2 separate regions of the Sus scrofa genome follow, and region 2 is linked to region 1. Evidence: chromatin contacts called from public Hi-C data. All regions are on one chromosome and are shown on one strand. The core of a region is the stretch at or near the end of the contact, and the rest is flanking DNA. Distances in the headings are between cores, read along the strand shown. Region 1 holds the start of DDX23 (probable ATP-dependent RNA helicase DDX23). Region 2 holds the start of ARF3 (ADP-ribosylation factor 3).

Region 1 (7,491 bases), core at 1,323-3,822:
ACTATGAACTTGGGCAAGCCTAATTGCCTTTCTGGCTCTCAAATTACTCATCTTTAAAGATGACGGAGGAGTTCCTGTGGTGGCTCAGCAGAAATGAACCCAACTAGTATCCATGAGGATACAGATTCGATCCCTGGCCTCGCTCAGTAGGTTAAGGAGCCAGCATTGCTGTGAGCTGTGGTGTAGGTCACAGACGCAGCTCGGATCCCGCGTTGCTGTTGCTGTGGTGTAGGCTGGCAACTGCAGCTCCAATTGATTCCTAGCCTGGAAACTTTCATATGCCGCAGGTGCGGCCCTAAAAATCAAAATAAATAAATAAATTTGAGTGGCTGCTGTGGCCTGGGTCACTGCTGTGGCACAAGTTCAATCCAGGGAACTTCCACATGCCACAGACATGGCCAAAACATAAAAAATAAAGCTAAATGGGGATTTCCCATCGTGGTGTAGCAAAAACAAATCCGACTGGTATCAATGAGGATGCAGGTTCAATCCCTGACCTCCCTCAGTGGGTTAAGGATCCATCCAGTGTTGCCATAAGCTGTGGTGTGGGTCACAGACACAGCTCGGGTCTAGCATTGCTGTGGCTGTGGCACAGGCCGGCAGCTGTAGCTCCGATTCAACCCCTAGCCTGGGAACTTCCATATGCCATGGGTGAGGCCCTAAAATAATAAAAAATAAAAAATAAGTAAAGCTAATTGAACCTGGAATTGAACACTGGCTCCTTTTTTTTTTTTTTTCTGGCTGCGCCTGCAGTATGTTGAAATTTCCAGGCCAGGGATTGAGCCCGAGCCACAGCAGCCACCCAAGCTGCTGCAGTAACAACCCCAGATCCTTAATCCATGGGATCCTTAACTTGCTGCACCACAAGGGAACTTCTGGCTCTGTTAAACGATGTGGTTTTGGAAGGCGTAATTAATCTTTCTGGGTCACAATCTGCTTATCGGTAAAAGGGAGGTAAAGCCCATCTCATACTGTTTATGAGAAGAAGTAAAATGAATAACGTAAGTTATGCGTCCAACACAGAGGTGGGCACTTAAGAGAGTCTCAGTAACTAGGAGCTGCAGTGCTTAAAGATTCCAGTCTACACCTTTGGTCTGATTGTTAGTTCCATTCTGTAGGTGGAGAGCCCTCCAGTGTTCACTGGGTGAATTACACCTAGCAGATCTCAGACACCTTTTCCCTCAGTTGTCTCTCTGGGGTGCAAGTGAGCAGCTCTAAGGCTACAGAGCTCTAAGAGCAGAAGCGTGCCTCTCCCAGGATTACTTTGGGACCTTGTGTGTGAGGATTACTTGGGCCTACCCCAAAGCTTTGCTTCAGTAGAACTGAACACATATTCGGAGAGAAAAACTAGATGTGAGAAGTTCCCCTGTGGCAGAGAAGATTGAAGATCCTGCGTTACTGCAGCTATGACTCAGGTTGCAGCTGTGGTGCTAGTTCCACCCCTGGCCTGGGAACTTCCACATGCCCTGAGTGCGGCCAAAATCAAAACAAACAGACAAAGAACAATAACAAAAATACACAAAAAAAGACCTAGAGCCATGTGGGATTGAAACCAAAAAGCTAATGAGGGGAAAAAGGAAGGAAGGAGGCAGCATTAGTTACTTCCTGGTGTCTATCTAAACTTTTCTAGAAGTTGGAAAGATTTTTGTTTTTGTTGGCGGGGAGAAGGGGCTGAACTATGAAGCATAAGATTACAGAGAAACAAAGTGAAAGTACAATTTGGGGTAAAAACAAAACAAAAAAACCTCAAAACACCTCATTGGAGGGCTGAAGATAGGGAAGGAGGAAGAAGAAAGAAGAAAAATTACGGGAGTTCCCATTGTGGCGCGGCAGGTTAAAAACCAAAGTGTCTGTGAGGATGTGGGTTGGATCCCTGGCCTCTCTCAGTGGGTTAAGGATCAAAAACTGGCCAGATTCCAAAGAGCAAGAAAGTGAGGAAGGCAGGTCCTATCTGCAATGTTGAGAAAACCAGGTGCCACAGTCCCAGAGCTACCATCCTTCCAGGCGGTCTTTGTAACCCCTGTGTGGGCTCACTTTGAGTTGTCATAATAACTAGGGCGTTACCACGGGGCTAGGATCACTAAAATGTCCTCCTACACCTGGGACAGTCTTCCACAATGAACTGTCCCTCCCTCCCTGGAAATAGTAGCCTGCTCCTGTAACTTAACTTTTGGTTTGTCTACCTGTAAAATGGGGGTAGTCACCTATCTCACAGATTTTTGGTAAAAATGCTTTCCCACAAACAGTAAAGTATTTGATGTTGTTACTATAGTTGCTACTACAATTACGTGCTATTGATATCTAAGGAAGGCCTTAAGTTCCTCCGTTGTAAGCCACAAGCCATGATAATCCTTAAAGGCAGCTGCTAGGAAAGCCAGCCTATTCTAATAGGACTGCGCCCACGGAGAGAACAATTTTCTGAGGAGAGCCGACCCAGGAAAAACTCTTCCTCCCTTCCTCCCGCAGACTCAAGTGTTTCGAGAACCACATTGCCCAGAGGCCCCGGTGGTCCAGGGCCGGCTCTCGCGCCGTGCACTCTGGGATTGGTAGTTCTCTGGCCTCGTTGTCAGCCGGCGCACCCCAGCACCAGGAACTCGTCTTCCCAGCTTGCCGCGCGGCCGGGCGAGCAGCCTGGCGACCAGGAAACGGGAAAGATGGCGGCTGTTCGGCGACGTTGAGGCCGCGTTGGGCGGTTCGAACTGAAGAGTGGTAAGTCTCGGGCGGTGGAAGCGATTCCCACGAGCTTGCACAGAGGGCGAGGGTGAGGGCACGGCAGTGGCCCCTGCCTCCGGGGCGAGGCGGGGAAGAACGCCTCAGGGAAGGGGCATGAGGTTGGAAAGCTCTGCCGAGGGGGAGCGGAGGGGCGCGGGCCCCAGGGGGAGTGTTGGTTCCTGGGGGCACAGGGCAGCTTCCTGGACGTGGTTACGCCCGGACCTTTGCCGGTGGGCACAACCCTGTGGTACCCCCAGCCCGACCTTATTCCTTCATGTTTCGAGTAGCCCTTGCTCCAACCAAATTGGAACTCTGGCTTTTCTCCCAGAACCAGTCATGCTTTCCCGCCTCTGCGCCTCCTGTGTTATTTCTTTTGCCGGGAAGGGCTTCTTTCCGGCACCTTCAATTACACATCTTCAAATTCTACCTATATTTAAATGCTCGAGCCACTTCCTCTAGAGATCTTTCCAAATTTCCCACTTACAAATGAAAGGAAACTTCTTTGAACTCCTGTAATAATTCATCTGAGCCTTCATCTTGGTATGTGGCTCATACCTTCTGTTGTTCTGTAAGCTTCTCGTGGACAGGATCTTCCTGATTTCCTTTCGTAACTCACACAGTGCCTAGCACGGTGCCTGGCATATAGTGGATGTTTGGTAAGTACACACTTCATTGACTGGGAAAAAAAAGACTCTGCCCCTGCCCTGCAAGAGTAGAGGAACTCAAAGATCTGGAGGTTAGCGGTACCTGTAATAAAACTTGCCTGCGTTTCTTGTCTTCTTATTCTCACTTCTAACTCTTCTAAACTCACTCCACTCAGGCTTCTACTCCCTCCATGCCACCGAAACAGCTCTTGTCAAAGGTCACCAACCATCTCTGCTTTTCTAAATGTAAGGGTCACTCCTTCATCTCTTAGTCTTTCTCCACTTGATGCAGATAACCACTCCCTCACTGAAACACACTTTTGGCTTCTGTGACGCCATACTTTACTAATTTTTCTTTTTCTCATTAGTTGTTGTTTCTGTTTTTTTAAATTTTAATTCTTATTTTTTTTTGTCTTTTTGCCTTTTCTAGGGCTGCTCCTGCAGCATATGGAGGTTCCCAGGCTAGGGATCTAATCGGAGCTGTAGCTGCCCACCTACACCACAGCCACAGCAACACGGGATCCGAGCCACATCTGTGACCTACACCACAGCTCACGGCAGCGCTGGATCCTTAACCCACTGGGCAAGGCCAGGAATCAAACCCGCAACCTCATGGTTCCTAGTCGGATTCGTTAACCACTGCGCCACGACGGAAACTCCTATTAGTTGTTGTTTCTTAACAGTTTTTTTCCTCTGGCTCCTCCTGTGCCTGGCCTCTAAATGTAGTGTTCCAGAGCTTGATTCTGGGTCCTCTTCTATAACTAGAATGCTTACTTAGGTCATGTTATTTAGCGTCCAATGGTTTTAAACGCCATCTATGTATTGATAACTCAAATCATTGTCTCCACACTGCCTCCTGAGTTCCAGAACTGCATTTTCACCTGCTTTCCTGGAATCTCCACTTGGTTTTCTTACTGACATCTTACAGTCAACATGGTCAAAATGAAACTTTTGACTTCTTCCTAAATCTTTTTTTTCCCCCCAGTCTGCTCTGGTCACTAATGGCACCGCAAACCACTTATGTTAGTCAAACCACATATTTAGGAGCTCTCTTTTTGTGTCCTCGCTTCATCAGTAAGTCCTGTCAGCTCTGCCTTCAAAATATGCCCTGAAGCAGTCTCCTTCTTTTCATTTCCATTGCCACTTTTCTAGAACAAGCTGCTGTCATCTCCTGTCTGTGCTACTATAATAACATTCTCAGTTGTTCTGTGTCTTCGCATGCCTCTCTACTGTATATTTTCTCGTAAGGCACCAAAGTAGTGGTGAAAGTATTCAAAGTAATCAAAATGAAAAATAAGTTCATACCACCTCCTGTTTGACAACTTTCTAAGTTTCCCACTGCAGTAAGATTAAAATCCAAGTTCCCTTATTCTGGCCCAGAACACACTTCCAGGATCTGACTCCTGCCTACCTCCCTGAACTTATCTTGAATCGTTCTTCCCCCAAGTTACTGCCTCACTGCCCCTGAGCCGCACAAGTCTACTTTTTTTTTTTTTCCTTTTTACAGCTACACCTGCAGCATATGGAAGTTCCCAGGCCCGAAGTCAAATCAGAGCTGCAGCTGCAGGCCTGTGCTACAGCCACAGCAACACTGGATCCAAGCCACATCTGCGACCTTTGTCACAGCTTGCAGCAATGCCAGATCCTTAACCCACTGAACAAAGCCAGCGCTCAAACCCACATCCTCACAGAGACAATGTTGGGTTCTTAACCCACTGAGACACAATAGGAACTCCCCTTAGGCAATTTTGGGGTAAAATGGGTTGTCTCACCTTTTGAAAGTGCTACTTGTTAATTTTTCTTTTCTTTACCTACTCTACCTTCTTAAAGATATATGGCAGGGATCACATGGGAATTGTAAGCTAAAGTTTAGGGAACTGATATTTCATCTGAACCATTTGGACATAAAATAAGTTCGTTTTTTAAAAAATTTTATTGAGGAGTTCCCTTTGCGGCTCAATGGAAATGAGCCTGCCTAGTATCCATGAGGATGCAGGTTCGATCCCTGACCTCGCTCTGTAGGTTAGGTATCCAGCATTGCTGTAGGTCACAGATGTGATTCTGATCTCAAGTTGCTGTGGCTGTGGTGCAGGCTGGTAGCTGCAGCTTCCATTCGATCCCTAGCCTGGGGTTTTCCATATGCCACACCTGCAGCCCTAAAAAAAAAAAAAGAAAAACATTAAAAATAATTTTATTGAAATATAGTTGATTTACAATGTGTTAATTTCTGCTATACTGCAAAATGACTCAGTTATACATATATATTTATATTCTTTTTCATGTTCTTTTCCATTATGGTTTATTACCGGAATATATAGTAGGACTTTTTTGTTTATTCATTTATTTATTCATGCATCTGCTAATCTCAAACTCCCAATCCATCACTCCCTCTGTTCCCTTTCCACTTTTTTTTTTTTTTTTTGGTCTTTTTGTCTTTTCCAGGGCTGCACCCACGGAATATGGAGGCTCCCAGGCTAGGGGTCTAATCAGAGCTGTAGCTGCTGGCCTATGCCAGAGCCACAGCAATGCCAGATCCAAGCTGCATCTGCAACCTACACCACATCTCATGGCAACACTGGATCCTTAACCCACTGAGCAAGGCCAGGGATCAACCCGCAACCTCATGGTTCCTAGTCGGATTCGTTAACCACTGCGCCACGACGGGAACTCCAATTTTATTTTATTATTATTATTATTATTACTTTTTAGGGCCACACCAGCATATAGAAGTTCACAGGCTAGGGGTTGAATCTGAGCTGTGGCTCCTGGCCTGTGCCATAGCCACAGCAACATGGGATCTCAGCCTCATCTGCAACCTCCACCACAGCTCATGGCAGTGCTGGATCCTTAACCCACAGAGTGAGGCCAGGGATTGAACCTGTGTCCTTATGGATACTAGTCAGGTTCGCTTCCACTGAGCCACAACAGGAACTCCTTACTTTATTATTTTTTAATTTTATGGCCACACCCATGGCATACAGAAGTTCCTGGGCCAGGGATTAAATCTGAGCCACAGCTGCTATTACCTACACCACAGTTGGAACGTCGGATCCTTCAACTCACTGTGCTGGGCAGGGGATAGAAGCTGCACTCCTGCAGTGACCTGAGCCACTGCAGTTGGTTTCCTAATCCACTGCACCGCAGCAGGAACTCCATGAATTTTAGATTCTACCTATAAGTGATATGTATCATGTGGTATTTGTCTTTCTCTTTCTGCCTTCACTTAGTATGATAATCTCTAGGTCTGTCCATGTTGTGCAAATGGCATTTTTTCATTCTTTTTTATGGCTGAATAATATTCCTGTGTGTGTGTATGTGTACATGGAGGTACACCACATCTTTTTGTTTTTGTCTTTTTAGGGCCCCACCTGTGGCATATGCTGGTTCCCAGGCTAGAGGTTGAATTGGAGCTGTAGCCGCTGGCCTATGCCACAGCAATGCCAGATCCGAGCCACGTCTTCAACCTACACCATAGCTCACAGCAGTGCTAGACCATTAACCCACTGAGAGAGGAGGCCAGGGATTGAACTTTTGGCTCCCATTCTGACCATCATTAAATGGTACCTCATTGTAGTTTTGATTTGCATTTCTCTAATAATTAGCAATAACGAGCATTTTTTCATGTGCTTATTGGCCATCTGTATGTCTTCTTTGGCAAAATGTCTGTTTAGGTCTTCTGCCCATTTTTCAATTGGGTTCTTTGTTTTTTTGTTATTGAGTTGTATGAGCCGTTTGTGTATTTTGGAAATTAAGCCCTTGTCGGTTGCATTATTTGCAAATATTTCCTCCCAGTCTTTTGTCCTTATAGGGCTGCACCTGAGGCATATGGAGGTTCCTAGGATAGGGGTCTAACTGGAACTGTTGGAACTGTTGCTGCTGGCCTATGCCAGAGCCACAACAACGCCAAATCCGAGCCAGGTCTGCGACCTACGCCACAGCTCACAGCAACACCGGATCCTTAAGCCACTGAGTGAGGCCAGGGATCAAATCCACAACCTCACGGTTCCTAGTCAGATTCATTTCTGCTGCGCCACAATGGGAACTCCTGTCTTCATTTTGTTTATGGTTTCCTTTGCTGTGCAAAAGCTTGTAGGTTTGATTAGGTCTCATTTGTTTATTTTTGCTTTTATTTCTG
Region 2 (7,491 bases), core at 2,715-5,214, 69 kb before region 1:
CACACTTTTAGAGCTCCTATTCTTATTTTTACCACTGATAACAAAGTTTGTAACTGTAAAATGGAATATTGAGATATATTCTTTTTTTTTTTTCTTTTCCTTTTTCGGCTGCCCCGTGGCATAGAGTTTCCAGGCCAGGGATCAGATCCAAGCCGCAGTTGCGACCTAGGTCACAGCTGCGGTAACACCGGATCCTTAACCCACTGTGCCGGGCCAAGGATCGAACCTGCGTCTCAGTGCTCCCAAGACGCCACAGTTCCCACTGTGCCACAGTGGGAACTCTTACTGTATTTCATTTTTCATCTGGAGCCACTCACCTTCAGTTTTAACCACTTCCTGTTTCTACCAGCCCATGGATTCCTGGCATTTTGCCCTGTTGACACAAGAGTGCCATTTGTGGCAAAGAAGAATAACTATAGGCTGTATGGTAGGTATAGAGAAACAATCCAGGGTTTGTTTGTTTGTTTGTTTGCCATTCTGCTTCCCAGAGCTCTTTCTAGGAATGCATTATGGTGAAACTGAGAATTGGCTATATAGCCAAAGATTTGTGTTTGCGGCACAAAGGAGAAAGTTCTCACCATCCCGGTGATAAGGGCAGCGTGCTGAGTAGAAACAGACAAGGACAGAACAAGCCAAGACTTCTTGTCCACATCCCCTTTGGAATGCTATTCTGAGTTAGGATTAGGGTTAGGTTATATTAAAGAGGAGCTGTAATGTCCATTAATTTCAAGGCCCTGGGATGCCAGTGGGGACACATGGTGAGTACTTGGATATTTCATTAGTTATCTATTAGCTCCATTGTGTATTAAGGGGCAAGAGGAAATTCCACCAATTTTAGTCTTCTAGCCCTTTCATGGCTTTCTCAAACCAGTCTTGGGGTCAGTATGTGTGGAAAATGGCCAAGAATTGACAGGATACTCAAGCAACCATCTGTGCATTACACAGAGCTACCAAGTACTGCTAGGTCAGAAGAAATGATATAAGGCCATCCTCAGATGAGGCTTAAGTCTGTCAATGTGCTTGGTTGAACTCCTGTAGTGGGCTTGGCAGTGGGAATGAGGACAGATCCAAAATAAATAAAAGGCGTAGTCCTTGCCCATGGTGAGTACACAGCTAAATTGAGGAGGCCGTAAATGCGCAGGCTTAGAAGAAGCAGCTCCACAATTTAAGTCAGTGCCACTTGAGTGGTTCGGGTAATTCGGGGGCCTTTATGTAGCATGCCAGGAAATAGAAATGAGTGTAACACTGGGATCAGCTTTTGAACCAAGACTTTAGCTTAGCAAAGAAGCAAACTAAGAGGACAGTGTATGCATGTTCTGGGGCAAGGGCATCTTCAGCCACTGCTCTACTCACAGTTGCCGATCAGGGATAGTTCCAGTCATGAAGGACAGCAAGATAAACGTGCAGTATAAATTCAATTCAGAATCTGAGCCAAAGCCTGTTACCTAAGCTTTAAAGCAAAGTATCATCTGGAGCTGAAGGAAAGGACACCTGAGCAAGAGCCAAGATTAAAAACTAGGAAGGACTGGGGAAAGTTTAAATTTCTGGAAGTGATGGCAGCAGAACCAAAAGTCTGACTACCACAGATCACCAAGTTTAGTGGGATCTCATCTTGTCGGCTGGGCAGGTGTCCCCTCCTGCCTCAGGAATCCTCGGGAATCTGTCTGCCTGGGTGGTTGAGGCAGGATGGGCAAGAAGAGTGGCTAGTGGGCGATTTGGCTGAAGTTGAGCCCAGCCTTCCCCCTGGGGTGTGAGCCCTCTAGGTCAGGGGCAGGGCTCATCTGCAGAACTACCCAGAGCACCACGCCTGGCTCATTAGTGGATGTCTGGGGCGGCCTTTGAAGATGAAACACTCCATAAGCACTCGTTGTTTCTGTTTTTTGGACAAACTAGTACTTTGGTCTCCAGGGGCTGTTGATCTGGCTCCTTTGTACTAGTCTGGAATTTGCTGCAAACTGAGGAGAGTAGGAAAAAAACCAGCCTGAAATAGTTTTTGAAAAAACAGCTAAACTCCCACCAGGCCCCTTGTAAATAGGATTCCTCCTATCCACCTTTCACATTCTTGGGTTTGGGTGCACTCTGTCTTGACCTGTTCCTTCGCCTGCTGGGTTTGGGGTGTGTGTGTGCATCTCTGGTTCTCAGACTGTATAGAGAGTGCCAGCAGCTGGCATATGGTGATTGCTGAATAAGCTGCCCACTGACGCATGTCTCCCGCAGGCACAGAGAACTGGCTGGCATGAGTGATTCTGATCCCCTGTTTCATTGTTATTTCAAAGATTCATTTCTGTGGCTGTCCTGAGCCATAGAGAAGGGAGGGAAGAAGACAGGGAATGAATGACTCGGTGATTCTCTGTTTTGGGGGTGGTGGGTGGGGTGGGCAGATAGGCATTTTGGACTTTTGTGGTGTTCTAGCTGCTCCCTTCATTTTGCTCATCATGTACCAGGCAGAAATGTCTAACCCGAGTGAGCTGCCAGTGAGGTTAGTAGAGACCTTGAGAGTTAGTTCAGTTATTCTGCTACTATGTGCCAGGCACCAGTCAAGTACCAGGAATACAGCAAGGAACAAAATAGATAAGGGGCTGACATTCTAGTGGGAGGAGAAAAACAGTACAGCAAGGAACAAATCTGCAACGTGTGCAATGGTGATAAATGCTGTGCAGAAAAGTGAAATGGGATAAATGGGGTAGAGAGTGGTGTGTGTGTGTGTTATAGGTGGTTATGGAAGGCCTCTTTGATACAATGACAGTTGAACAGACTCCTGAAGGAAGTGAGGGGGTGCTTGAGCAAGGTTGTTTGGGAGAGGAGCATTTCAGGCAGAGGGAATAGCAAAGACAGAAGCTTTGAGGCAGCAAAGCATTGAGGAATTGGAGTGGAGAAAGCCGAGGGGAGAGTGGTAGGATATTTCTGATGACAGAAATAGGAATGCCAATCATGCAGGACTTTGTAGGCCATGGTAGGACTTTGGATTTTACTAAGGGAGATAGGAAGCCAAAAGAGGGTTTTGAACAGAGGAGCCACATGACCTGATTTGGGCTTTCACATTAGTCTGGCTGCTCTGCGGAGACTAGACTGAAGGGGTTAGAGGAGAAGCAGGGAGTGAGAGGACTGCCTCAGCACAAGTGACCCTGTGGAGCTGCTGTCCTGGGATGGGCCACGGCGAGCCTCGGACCTACCTGGGTGAGGAATGAGGGGTAGCCTCACCCCCTGCCGCCTCCCAGCTCTCAGTGCGGTGTTGTATGAACAGGGCATGATTTTAGAGGCTGGCATTTCAAAGAGTGGAAAGCCTCAGCCTCTTTTAAGAGCGTTGCTTTCTTAGTTTCTCCTCATGAATTTTGATGTGTAGAAGGAAAGTGTGGAAGTATAGGAAGGGAAGAAGCAGTCTCTTGATTAGAGCAGAGAGCGTAAACCTTGGGAACCTGGCAAGCCTGGACCTTGTTGGGAGTCACAAAGAGCCACTCCTCATTCCACTCCCTCCTCTCCCACCCTTTCCAGAAGTCTCAGGGTAAGGTGGGGGGAGGGAGCGGCAGTAATGATCTCTCGACGCCTTGGGGTATAGTGTGGATGTCGAGACCGAAGGGACTTTAGAAATCGTCTTGTTCCACCCCCTCCGCTTACAGGTGCAGATAAGGACAGGCGAAGTAGCTCCTCAAAGTCACTGGCAGAAGCAGAGGTCCTTAGCGTGCACTGCTTTGTCTCTGCTCCCAAAGGCTCAGGATGTGTCTGAGTGGGCCTTGCTCTTCACAGTACCCTTAGTACCGTCAGGCTCTCAGTTTGTCATGGGTGAACTCCAGCCATGACTTTGGCAACTCTCATTCATACAAAAGCCTGACAAGCAGATGGTGCTAATGAGTTGACATTTTTTTTGCCTAGAATCAAGCCCTCCATACCAGGGACCAGACCAAAACCAGACCGCCGCTGCCCCTCCTTGCACCCGCCTGTCCTCAGAAAGCAGCTGCTGTGATCATGGGTAATATCTTTGGAAACCTCCTCAAGAGCCTGATTGGGAAGAAGGAGATGCGCATCCTGATGGTGGGTCTGGATGCCGCGGGGAAGACCACCATCCTGTACAAGCTGAAACTGGGCGAGATCGTCACCACCATCCCCACCATTGGTAAGGGCATGGCTCGGATGTAGGCTTTCAGGCCAACAGCTGAGCCAGAGCGGGGGCCTATTCCTAGATCCCCCCACCTGGCCACCAGGCAGGGCCCTGCAATTTGTGGGGTTCGGGGAGGGTGGTTATTTAGCTCACCAGCAGGTGCTGGGGCTGCCGTTTGCCCACCTACCCTGGCCCTCCCTGATGCAGGAACTTCCGCAGCCTGGCACCCAACAGTGGCCCTCAGGCTCTGAGCTGGTTTGTTCTCTGTTTTTTGAAAAGCAGGTGAAGGGCTTTGATGTTCCTGCCAGAGGCCTGGAATTGTTTCAGTTTAGATCCCTGGTGGCCCTGATCCCAGTTAAGACCTGCCTGTGGGAGGGAGAATATTTGCCCTGTGGAGGGGGCTCCAGATCATCATCATCAGCTGGTTCTGCGTTGGGGGCTCTAGGACTGTGGCTCACTTCCTGTTCTTCACTCTGTCTCCCAGGCCCCACGTCTCAGCTGAGGCAGATTCTGGTGGCCAAGGTACAGGAGTGGGGCTGAGTCATTTCTTTGCAGGAGGGAGAGTCAGAGACTGAGAGAACGAGGCGGGAAGGTTGTCTCACGTTGCCCAGGTGATGAGAACTTCCTTCCTGGCCTGACCCTCTTTGTCATCTTCCACTTCTCTCAGGTTTTCTTTTGGACCTTTACATGCCTAAGCCAAGGCACACCAGGCCTGAGGCAGCCTTAGCTTTCTCTCCCTTGCAGGGCCCCGGCCGTGGCTGGGGAAACAGGAACAAACCCCCCAGGGCGTTGTTTGCAGGCCTGCGGTTTCAGGCTAAGTGACCATTGTCTGCTTTTTCCAAAGGGTTCAACGTGGAGACGGTGGAGTACAAGAACATTAGCTTCACAGTTTGGGATGTGGGTGGCCAGGACAAGATTCGGCCTCTCTGGAGACATTACTTCCAGAACACTCAAGGTAGGGCATGTGAATTTCCCGTGGACTGGCATGGGCTGTTGGGTGTGAGCGAAGATTGTGGCTGTTGTTTGTTTTTGGTTATCAGCAGCTGACTCTTACCCTGCTGCAGCTCCTAAGCGTGGGAGAAAAGGGAGCAAATATTTGGAGGCTGTGAGGAGGGTGTTGTCTTTTGCTGGTGGGGGAGGGGAGTTGATCTTTCGTCTCTGTGCAGCCCATGCTCTGCCTCCCCAGGGTTGATATTTGTGGTCGACAGCAATGATCGGGAGCGAGTAAATGAGGCCCGGGAGGAGCTGATGAGGATGCTGGCAGAGGATGAGCTGCGGGATGCTGTGCTCCTTGTCTTTGCGAACAAACAGGTGAGACATCTCCCTACCCCTGGGTTTGAGAGAGGGCAGCCTGGCCGGGGAAAGCATAGGGTCTTACTGTGTGGAAAGCCCTGTGACTGTGCTCTCAGTTTTGAAAGTGCAGGAAACAAGATGAGTTGGCTCCTGTAGGCCCCTTTTCTGTCCCTGTCCCAGCTTTAATGAGCAACATGTCCATCGGGAGGGATTGGTGTGGTAGGTACTTCACCTCCAATCCCTGTTTTATCTTCCCTATTGTCCACCTTAGTGGCCCAGCCCTCGCTCCTGTGGTCGGACAGACCCGCTTGTTTGCCCGGTCTGAATCACCTCTCCACTTCCCTGCCAGCCCCGGATTTGGTTTCCAGCTCCTCGGTGGCATGACCTTTAGTGCATTGGATCTGGAGTTGTAGGGTGATTAAATCCAAGGTAGCCCTTGAGGCTCTTGCTCTGGGTTCCTAACCGAAGGAGGATGAGAGGGTGCTGGTACACATCCCTTTGGTCGATGGGTGGCTCTTTTAGAGCCTTTGAAAGATCCTGAGGCTCCTTTTTCTGTGTTTTCCTCGTGCTCCAGGATTTGCCTAATGCTATGAACGCTGCTGAGATCACAGACAAGTTGGGCCTGCATTCCCTGCGTCACCGCAACTGGTACATTCAGGCCACCTGTGCCACCAGTGGGGACGGGCTGTACGAAGGCCTGGACTGGCTGGCCAATCAGCTCAAAAACAAGAAGTGAGAGCCAGGCAGCCCTGTCCGACCACCACCCTCCCCCCACTGTCCCTGCCCCAGCCCTACCCTTTCCTTCCTGTTGCCAGCGTGGCCAGGCCCTGGGTATCATGTCCGCATGCCCAACGAGAGCCTTGCCTCCCCTGCCCTCCCCTCCCCCCATCCGTGACCAGTCCCAGTTGCTGTCCTGATGATGAATCATTCCAATTTACCGGATTTAAAACAAAAACAAGGTTGTTATGGTTTCATGGGGTGGCCCCCCTCAAGCTCTGGGGTTCGGGAGGTGGGGTGGGGTATTCTCTCCGTTTGCTTCCTTTGGCTCCGGTTGCCGTGCTCTTGGCATCTGAGTCCCTTCCTTCTCCCCACGAGCCCCTCTCCCACTCCCTGTCTTCCTTCCTTTTGCCGCTCTCTCCCTGTTCTACATGGAAATTGCACGGGCCTCTCTTTGTGTGCGTGCATGTGTGCGCGTGTATATACCTGTATAGAGAGATATATATGGGGGCCGAGGAGGGGGTGGAGGAGGTGGAGTGCCTCTCAGAGCTTAGAGCCAGGACACTGCCCACTCTGGCTGTCATCTGCCCCTGCCACGCTGGAGGGAAGGCTGCCCCAGGCTGCACTGGTTCCTCTCCTGTCTGCAGGTCAGCTTTCCTGGAGGATAGGATGGATGATGAATTTCTGCTGCCATCTTCCTTTACCCCCTCTCCACCCCACTTAGGACGGGCGGGTGTGTGGCATTTCTCTCTAGATGAGTGTTCCCAAGGAGATGCCATCCTGCCCTGCCTTGTTAGTGGGAAGGAGAGAGGAACCCACTCAGTCTTACCAGCTCACAGTGTTCAGCTGATCCTCCCCCTCATCCTTAGATTTGTTCCTCAGGAGCTTCAGGTGGGAGGTGGGGACAGCAAGACTGTGGGGTGTTTGGGGTCCAGAGCACAGGGAAGAGGGCCTCAGGTTTTCCATCTTCATCCTTTTGTTATTAGGAGAAGGTGAGGTGCAGATCAGTCCTGCTTCTGCCTTCCTGTCCCCTCCCCCAGTCTTCTGATCCTGGGGCCGGGTGGTTCTTCTGTCCTGTCAGAAGTTTCCTCACCCCAGTAGTTCTGCCAGCCTGGCCAAAGCTGGCTGGGTGGTTTCTTGGCGAGCGAGGAGTGGGGGTGACATAGCAGACCTCAATATCAATCCCCCTGTTCTCCAGTTCTTTCTACTCCAGAATGTGTTGAAGGATGCAAATTGTCTGTTCTGTTTCCAGACCCTCAGACCATCCTACTGTTCCTACCTTTTCCGTCCCAACCGTTTCCCCGGCCCTCTTCACCCACTTCCTGTAAATGGATCTGGGCATTGGGATGGAGGAAATGGAGCTCTGAAGTGGTCGCTGGTGCTGT

Evidence for each region. Hi-C and Micro-C count contacts between places; a contact is called where the count stands out from the background.
Region 2: a Hi-C map of embryonic fibroblasts shows a contact between it and region 1, with 1.6 times the contacts expected there. The contact joins the promoter of ARF3 here to the promoter of DDX23 in region 1. A contact is called at or near these places in 3 of 5 promoter capture datasets (fetal liver, fetal skeletal muscle and liver), 18 of 47 Hi-C or Micro-C datasets (alveolar macrophages, blood, embryonic fibroblasts and 10 more) and 2 of 2 datasets of contacts at active chromatin or transcription factors (alveolar macrophages and skeletal muscle).

The regions. Positions count from the first base shown.
Region 1 is chr5:14,904,822-14,912,312 of Sscrofa11.1, reverse strand. It overlaps DDX23 (probable ATP-dependent RNA helicase DDX23), which reads left to right and starts at 2,572. Exons shown (of 17, transcript XM_021091587.1): 1 at 2,572-2,709.
Region 2 is chr5:14,974,826-14,982,316 of Sscrofa11.1, reverse strand. ARF3 (ADP-ribosylation factor 3) reads left to right here and starts at 3,964. Exons shown (of 4, transcript NM_001160426.1): 1 at 3,964-4,111; 2 at 4,941-5,051; 3 at 5,283-5,407; 4 at 5,964-6,125. The coding sequence starts at 3,964. The coding sequence ends at 6,125.